Regions from separate parts of the Hordeum vulgare genome. Here region 2 is linked to region 1. Evidence: chromatin contacts called from public Hi-C data. All regions are on one chromosome and are shown on one strand. Each heading gives the region's core, a stretch centred on a gene start, on an enhancer-like site or on the middle of the called end of the contact. The rest is flanking DNA. Distances are from core to core; before and after follow the strand shown.

Region 1 (3,361 bases), core at 574-3,073:
CCTTTCCTCATCTCCTCCATCTCCCTCAGTTGTCAACAACAATCAACAGCGATGAATAACGAGCAACATATGACGACGACTCCAGGTCCGGCGATGCTGCGATGACAACAAACACAGAAGGAGATGCTTTCTGCAACAAGGGTCTTGTTGCAGTGGCGACGGATACAACTCAACGAGGGGTCTGTTACAATGGCAACATTGGCGATCGGGTTGAAGACGTTTTTTTTTCTTGTAATAAGACCCCTGTTACAATTGCAAGAAGAAAGAAGATGCATGAATACAATCGTACGGTGAACATCGCCCAGCCGGACAACTCGTGACCCGGTTGATCGTTCCAAAGATCAGCTAGGTAGTAGACACGTACCATGCCCATCGTTTTGAAACTTGAGAGATTCGTAGATCTATTTGCCCTTATGAGGCCAACTCCACCGCACGACCCCAAACGGACGTCCGGTTTGGTTGGATTTTATCCGTTTGGGACGGCAATGGGTTCGTCCATGTTCGGCTCTGTCCGTTGGGTCGTGCGTGTGCCCACCACGCGGCCGCACCCCAAATCATGTCCGCGTCGAACTTGATTTAAAAAAACTCAACTAAAAATAAATAAACTCGGTTTAAAAAGCTTAAAACATTAATAAGATAAACATTAATAAAGGCCCACTTTTCACGGCCACAAAACGGCCCAGTTTTTGACATAATTAACATAAAAAAAATAGCCCGTCCGTCGTTGCCGTCGTTGTCGCCGTCTTCACTGGTCGCCGGTGTCGTCGACGTCGCCGTTGCTGACGAGGTCGACGTAGGGCGGCGGCGTCCAAAGGTGGGCCGGCGGTCCCTGGTGCGTGGGGGGCATGCTGGAAGCTGGCCTGCAACACCTCCTCCCGTGACGAGGCCTCCCGCTCCGGTGACCGCGGCGGCGTGGGCACCAGTTCACGGCCTCCACTGCCTGCGCCATCTCCGGTGCGGTGCAGGACCAGCCCCACGATGCGTCAACGAGCTCCGGCGGGAACGCGACCACCTCCTCCTCCTTCATCGGCTTGGGGATGGCGACGTCGCCGGCTGCAGAGAGGGCCAACCATTGACGCTCATCATGCGTCGCCATGGAGTCCTCCATGACGCGCTGAATGAGGCTGGCCTCCTCCTCCTCCGTCATGCGAGGAGGTGAAGGTGGTGATGGAGACGGCGAAGGCAAAGGCGTGGGCGTGATGCCGCGCACCTCCCGTGCCCGACGCGGCCCCGCGACCGTCCCGACGAAGTACGAGGCACGACGCACGTCGTGCTCGTCCCCGAGCCATGTGTCACAGAGGGTACTGTCGGCGGCGTACCTCGGGTCGTAGTAAAGGTCGTCGGGGAGGAGGCGGCGACGACGGTCGATCTCCTCGCGGTGCGCACGGCCGCTCGTGGGAACGCGGTCGGCGGACAGATACCACGCGCTCGGGAGGTGGACATCACTCCACGGAATCGGCGTACTCGTCTCCTAGTAGCGCCGGCAGACCTCAACGCTGAGGTACTGCCGGTCGGGATGGTCGGCGCCGGGCCTGGGAGCGATGGAGAAGGGAGTCGCGGCCTGGCGCGGTGGCGATGTGGCCTCCTCCTTGACGGAGCCGCGACGGCGTCCCGACAAGGAGCCAGCCTCGCGGTCGTGGGTGCCCTTGCGGCCATAGTTCCACGGACCCATGGCTGCGGCGGCCGGCGAGCTCGAGGAGGAGGCTAGGGTTTCGCGAGGGGCTGTCGGGTTTCGAGGAGGCCGCGGGTGTGGCGATGGGAACTGTGGACGAGCGGTCCACGGCTTCCTCATTTAAGAAGGACCGCGACCTTCCACTGGGCGGATGACAGGCGGGCCCGGCGGGGTGGGTGGGAGGTTGGTGGCCGCCTGCCACGCGTCCCTGACGCGGACGAGCGCGCGTCCGTTTGGTGTCCGCCGCGACCCAAACCCCGCGCAAGTTTGCGCTCAAAATGGGTCGTGCCGGACACGAAACGGACAAGATGGGTCTGGGCCGTCTCGCACTAGGCCGACCTGTTTGTCCGTTTTACCCCAAACGGACGGGGCCGGACAGAATGGGGTCGTGCGGTGGAGTTGGCCTTAGACACGTGAGTAATGCATATGTGTTTAACTTGTTGTAGCTAAGCACACTCTATTTTATGATTTAGCTACTAAAGTTCTTCATGCATTGGTGGGCTTCCTTTCATTTAAGTATTTTGCTTAGGTTCACGCGCTTGGCACCGTTTCTTCTTGGGGTCATCACATACATCTCTCTCCTCTTAAATATCATGTCACATCAGATTTTTTGTCTATATGACAGTCTTAGCACTGTACAAGGTGGAGCATTGGGAGGGGCGTTAGGCTTCCTCCAATGCAAAGGTGCTAAGTGAGGTGCTAAGAGCATTAAATATGTTAAGCAATCATAATCTCCAATGCATTGGTGCTTAGTTTGTTGCTGCTAAGGTTGCCTCATTTAATTGTTTAGCAACTAAAGTCTTGCATACATAGGCTAGTTCCCTTCATTTTTAATGTTTTGCATAGGTTCCCGTGACTAGCACCATTTCTTCCCGAGGACACCAAACTTCTCTCTTTCTTCTTAATTAGATTGCCACATAGGATTTTTTTTGCCTTGTTGGCATGCTTAGCACGTATCCAAAATGGAGCATTGGGAGCAGCCTTAGGTTAGCCATAGTGGGAGTAACTAAGGTAGTATCATGTACTTGGGAATAACAAATATGCTGATGTGACAGACAATTAAAGAAGAGAGAAAGAGTTAGAGTATCATAGGTAGATACCGTAACATGTTAAATGTTATGCTACTATGTGTCATGCATGTCAATAAATAAACTCATCTATGATAATCCCTTCATCCATATATATATGGCCTAATGCATTTTTCGAGATTACCTTTGACTATTGATAAGATTAATAGTATATAAACTGTATAATATGAGAATTATATGAAAGCTCTTTTTACGTACGAATTTGAAGATATGCTTTGTGTAACTTGCATGTCATATATTATTGTTTTAACATATGGTCAAAGTTAGCTTTAAAAAATCCATTACACCTTATATACATAGATAGATGGAGTACTAATTTATGATACTATGCATTATGAAGGTAGTATGATACAATGTTATCGTATCTATGATACTCTCCGCTGTGACCAGATTATAGACCAGTGAGCGCACACTCGCGTGTCGCGTCGATCGACATGAGCCTGCCTGCCTGCCTAGTGGACTGTTGACAAATCTCTTTTCGTCTCGATTGGCCTGCGACCAGGCGGAGCCCCTGTAACCTTTCCAACCCTCCAAGTGGCGCGGGCGAGGCGAGAGGACGGAGGCGACCGGACCAGACCGGAGCGCCACACCGGGCGGGGCG
Region 2 (3,361 bases), core at 297-2,796, 200 kb after region 1:
GTTTGTGAACAATCCAACAGCCGGCGGTGATTAATACCACTTCAATGAAAAGCAGTGTTAATGCAGAAGTAAGGAAGTAGCCAAACTTGAAGTTAGAAGAGCCATCCTGGAACATTAGCGATGAAGTGTTGGCCTCCTTTTGATGAACATGGCATGCATGAGTTACTTTATCAGAAGCCAATTCTGACGAAGACAACAACATTCCCTTGGGAACTTTCAGGTAAATGTCAGTGTGAGGGTTTGGAAAGTTCTTGCCGTTAAAAAGATAGACCTTTGTGAAACATTTGCCTTCTCCCTGGCGGTAACCAAAGGCTTGGCAATTAGCATTGTCCAAGCACAAATGTTTGCAATTCTGAATTGTCACCCGTTCCCAGTAGAGCAAGTCATACCCGATGAAATCAGCTCCCGCGACCTTTCTGAATGAGAAATCCTGGGTTGCCCGGAGGTTTGCCTTGCGCCTGCACCCTTTGCTCCAGTCGCTTGCATCAACCACCTCAAAGCCTCGGAGGCAAGAGCACTGGAGCTTGGGTATGTACCTGCAGAGGGTGTTTTTGCCGCAGAGTCCATGGATGTTGCAGACTCCGCGAAATACCATCCAAGAGACTGACCAGCTGCCGGTTGTCGCATTCAGGCTGTAGAGCCTAAGGTTGCCGTCATAATCCAGAGTCAGCCTCCTTATGACCCTATCACCAAGATCAGAAGCTGCGAATTTGAAGTTATCACTCGCGGCAAACCGGCCTGTCTGCTCAAGGACTCCATACTGACTACTGTTATAGGTAGTCCTGTGATTGGCAAGCGGGTTGATGAAAGGGTCAGGCCAGTACACGCTACCGACCTCAGGGCCGTTGTAGATGAGCTTGAGCTGATTGTCAATGTCAAAGTAGAATGTATACAACCCTGACGAGAGCAAACCCCTGGCTGATGCAGACACCAGCTTGGTGTGCCGGGTCATGGGCTGCGACGGCAGAAGCGTGTCGGTGGGCGAGTCGAAGCTCCCCCAGAGCCGCCGGCCGTCCGCGTCGACGACGACGAGGTCGCCGCTGTCGAGGAGCTCCACGCGGCTAGCACCGGTGGCGCTGGTGTTGGTGCTCCAGACGGCCGCACCATTGTAGTCGAGCAGGGCCAGCGCTCCGTCCTTCCGGAAGGCGAGCCTGGACCCTATGCCGTTCACCGGCGCGTCGCGGTTGGCCGTCCAAGCGACGGTCTTCCCTGATGAGCCGGTGAACCAGATGGAGATGGTGAAGGCGTTGGTGGCCACCCTGTAGAAGCCGCAGGCGAAGGCGCCGTTGGGCGACGCCAGGATGGTTACGGTGGTGGCGGCGGCCTTGGTGCCGTCCTCGACGGACACCGAGGTACCTCTCGCGAGGTAGCTGCCGCCATGGGAACGTCCATTTGCGGGAGCAACGAGTATCATCAGCAGGAGAAGGAGTGAGATGGATGTGGTGAAGGTGTATGCGTATGCGCTTTTGATGGCTGCCATCGCCATTGCAGTTGTCATCTGGTTCTTTTCTAGTGATGCATCCAGTGCCATGGCCATGGATATATCAAGCTTTTGAGTGTTGAAAAAAAGAGTGTGTTCACGTGTCAAGTTGCCAAGTTACTGTAGTACGTAACACGTACCAGTCGCATGCTGTGGACCTGGACGGGGTCCGTACAGGACGTGGACACCGGATATTACCGGATGGAGTATAAAATAATGAGTGAAGATAAAAGGTAGGGAGCGCGATGGTTCCTTCCAGTTCCAGGTCGAGTATGGAGCAAAGAGCCGACAAGGGCGCAACGCACGATTTCGGGTTGACCGAATTTTTGCCTTGATGAGGGAGGAAAACACGTGCTTTATCATCTTATAGATTAGCTTGTTTAAAAAAACTAAAAAAATCAGCTTAGATTAGAGGTGATACCGTGATGGTCATATGATGGTAAGGTGTGCATAGTTTTTTTTTTAGAAGGAATATCATCTAGTATTACATTAGATCGTGGTGCACCATTTCAGTGTTCACCAGGACAGAAATAAAAGGCGGGGCATCCCCAGCCCAACAAGAGAGGGGCGCATCAGCCGACAAGCCAAACTGAGCCAAAGGATGAGCTACCATATTACAATCACGTCTACAGTACTTAAATTCATAGGATAGAAAGATGCATGGCATAAGCTCATTGCTTTCCTCAAGAGAATGTACAGTTCAGCACCATCATACTCGCGGCCATTCAGCACGAAATTCATGGTTTGGCAATCCGATTCTACAATCGTGCTCCATTCTCCCAACCGCACCAGCAAGGAAGCTGTCAATCTCATCCCACACCGCAAAGCCCCAATGTAAGGGTGGGGATAGTGGATCTATCACTCTCTTACAAGCTGTTTCACGAATGGGGAATTGGAGGTGGAAGAACACTAGCCGTCGTCGGGTGTAGCGCCTGATCCTTCACGGATGCCCTAGCCGATGGAGTCGATCAGCTTAAGTAGCCTCCGCTGCTGGGCCGGTCTGATGCACCCACTCTCGGCCGGTGTAGCGTGGGTTGCTCTTGCACGTGCGGTCCAGTCGCGCGCCGGTCGCCTCCGCCCCACTGCTTGGTGGGGTCGCGTGGTGAAGGCCCTTGACACCCAAGCACCCGTTTCAGTCTCCACGTGGAATGGAGCATCCTTATTTATCTTAACCACAATCGATCCAGGCGGCTCCCAGGAATGTTGCAGCACTAGTTGCGCATGTTGGGTAGGGGTCCCGTCTCGAGCCCTCACAAAATCAAACAAATGGTTGCTTACGAAAGCGCTAACTTCTGTAGTCGATCGTTGATTTTCTCGAACATTGACTTTGTTTCAACTTCTGCAGTCGATCGTTGATTTTCTCGAGCATTGACTTTGTTTCTGGTTGTCACGAGTCCCAGAGCAACACAACCACACATATCTTCTTCTCCTGCGGTAGTGAGCAAACATGATCCACCACATCAAAGGCGTTTTTGCACTCGCAGAGCTGCAAGCGGATATCTTCGAGAAATTGTTCCCTCCACAAAGCTTTAACTCTTTTGCATTTTAGAAACAAATGTCCCCCATCCTCCTTTAATCTTTGGCACATTGGGCATCCGGTATCTAGATCAACTTTTTTTGCATTGGATATTAAGTCTCGTCGGAAAGCTATTATGTGCCAGCCTACATAGGAACATCCTCATCTTCCCCGGTAGCTTCAATTGATAAAGGGTAGCTCCAGTTGTGAAATATGTTGCCACTTTTGCATAGTTTCACCCTGGCCGTTGGATGTCTCGGCATCCTGGTTTTCCTCGTCTCTTTTAGGTTAACACCTACTCCCTTCGTTCTTAAATATAAGTCTTTCTAGAGGTTCTACCAGTGGACTACATACGGATGTATATA

Evidence for each region. A called contact is a pair of places that touch in the nucleus more often than the background predicts.
Region 2: a contact with region 1 is called in a Hi-C map of seedling, with 4 times the contacts expected there. The contact joins the promoter of LOC123411426 here to the promoter of LOC123408230 in region 1. A contact is called at or near these places in 2 of 6 Hi-C or Micro-C datasets (leaf and seedling).

The regions. Positions count from the first base shown.
Region 1 is chr7H:47,209,997-47,213,357 of MorexV3_pseudomolecules_assembly, forward strand. It overlaps LOC123408230 (protein ALP1-like), which reads left to right and starts at 1,824. Exons shown (of 2, transcript XM_045101386.1): 1 at 1,824-1,937. The coding sequence starts at 1,824.
Region 2 is chr7H:47,405,708-47,409,068 of MorexV3_pseudomolecules_assembly, forward strand. LOC123411426 (putative receptor protein kinase ZmPK1) reads right to left here and starts at 1,547. Exons shown (of 1, transcript XM_045104365.1): 1 at 1-1,547. The coding sequence starts at 1,537.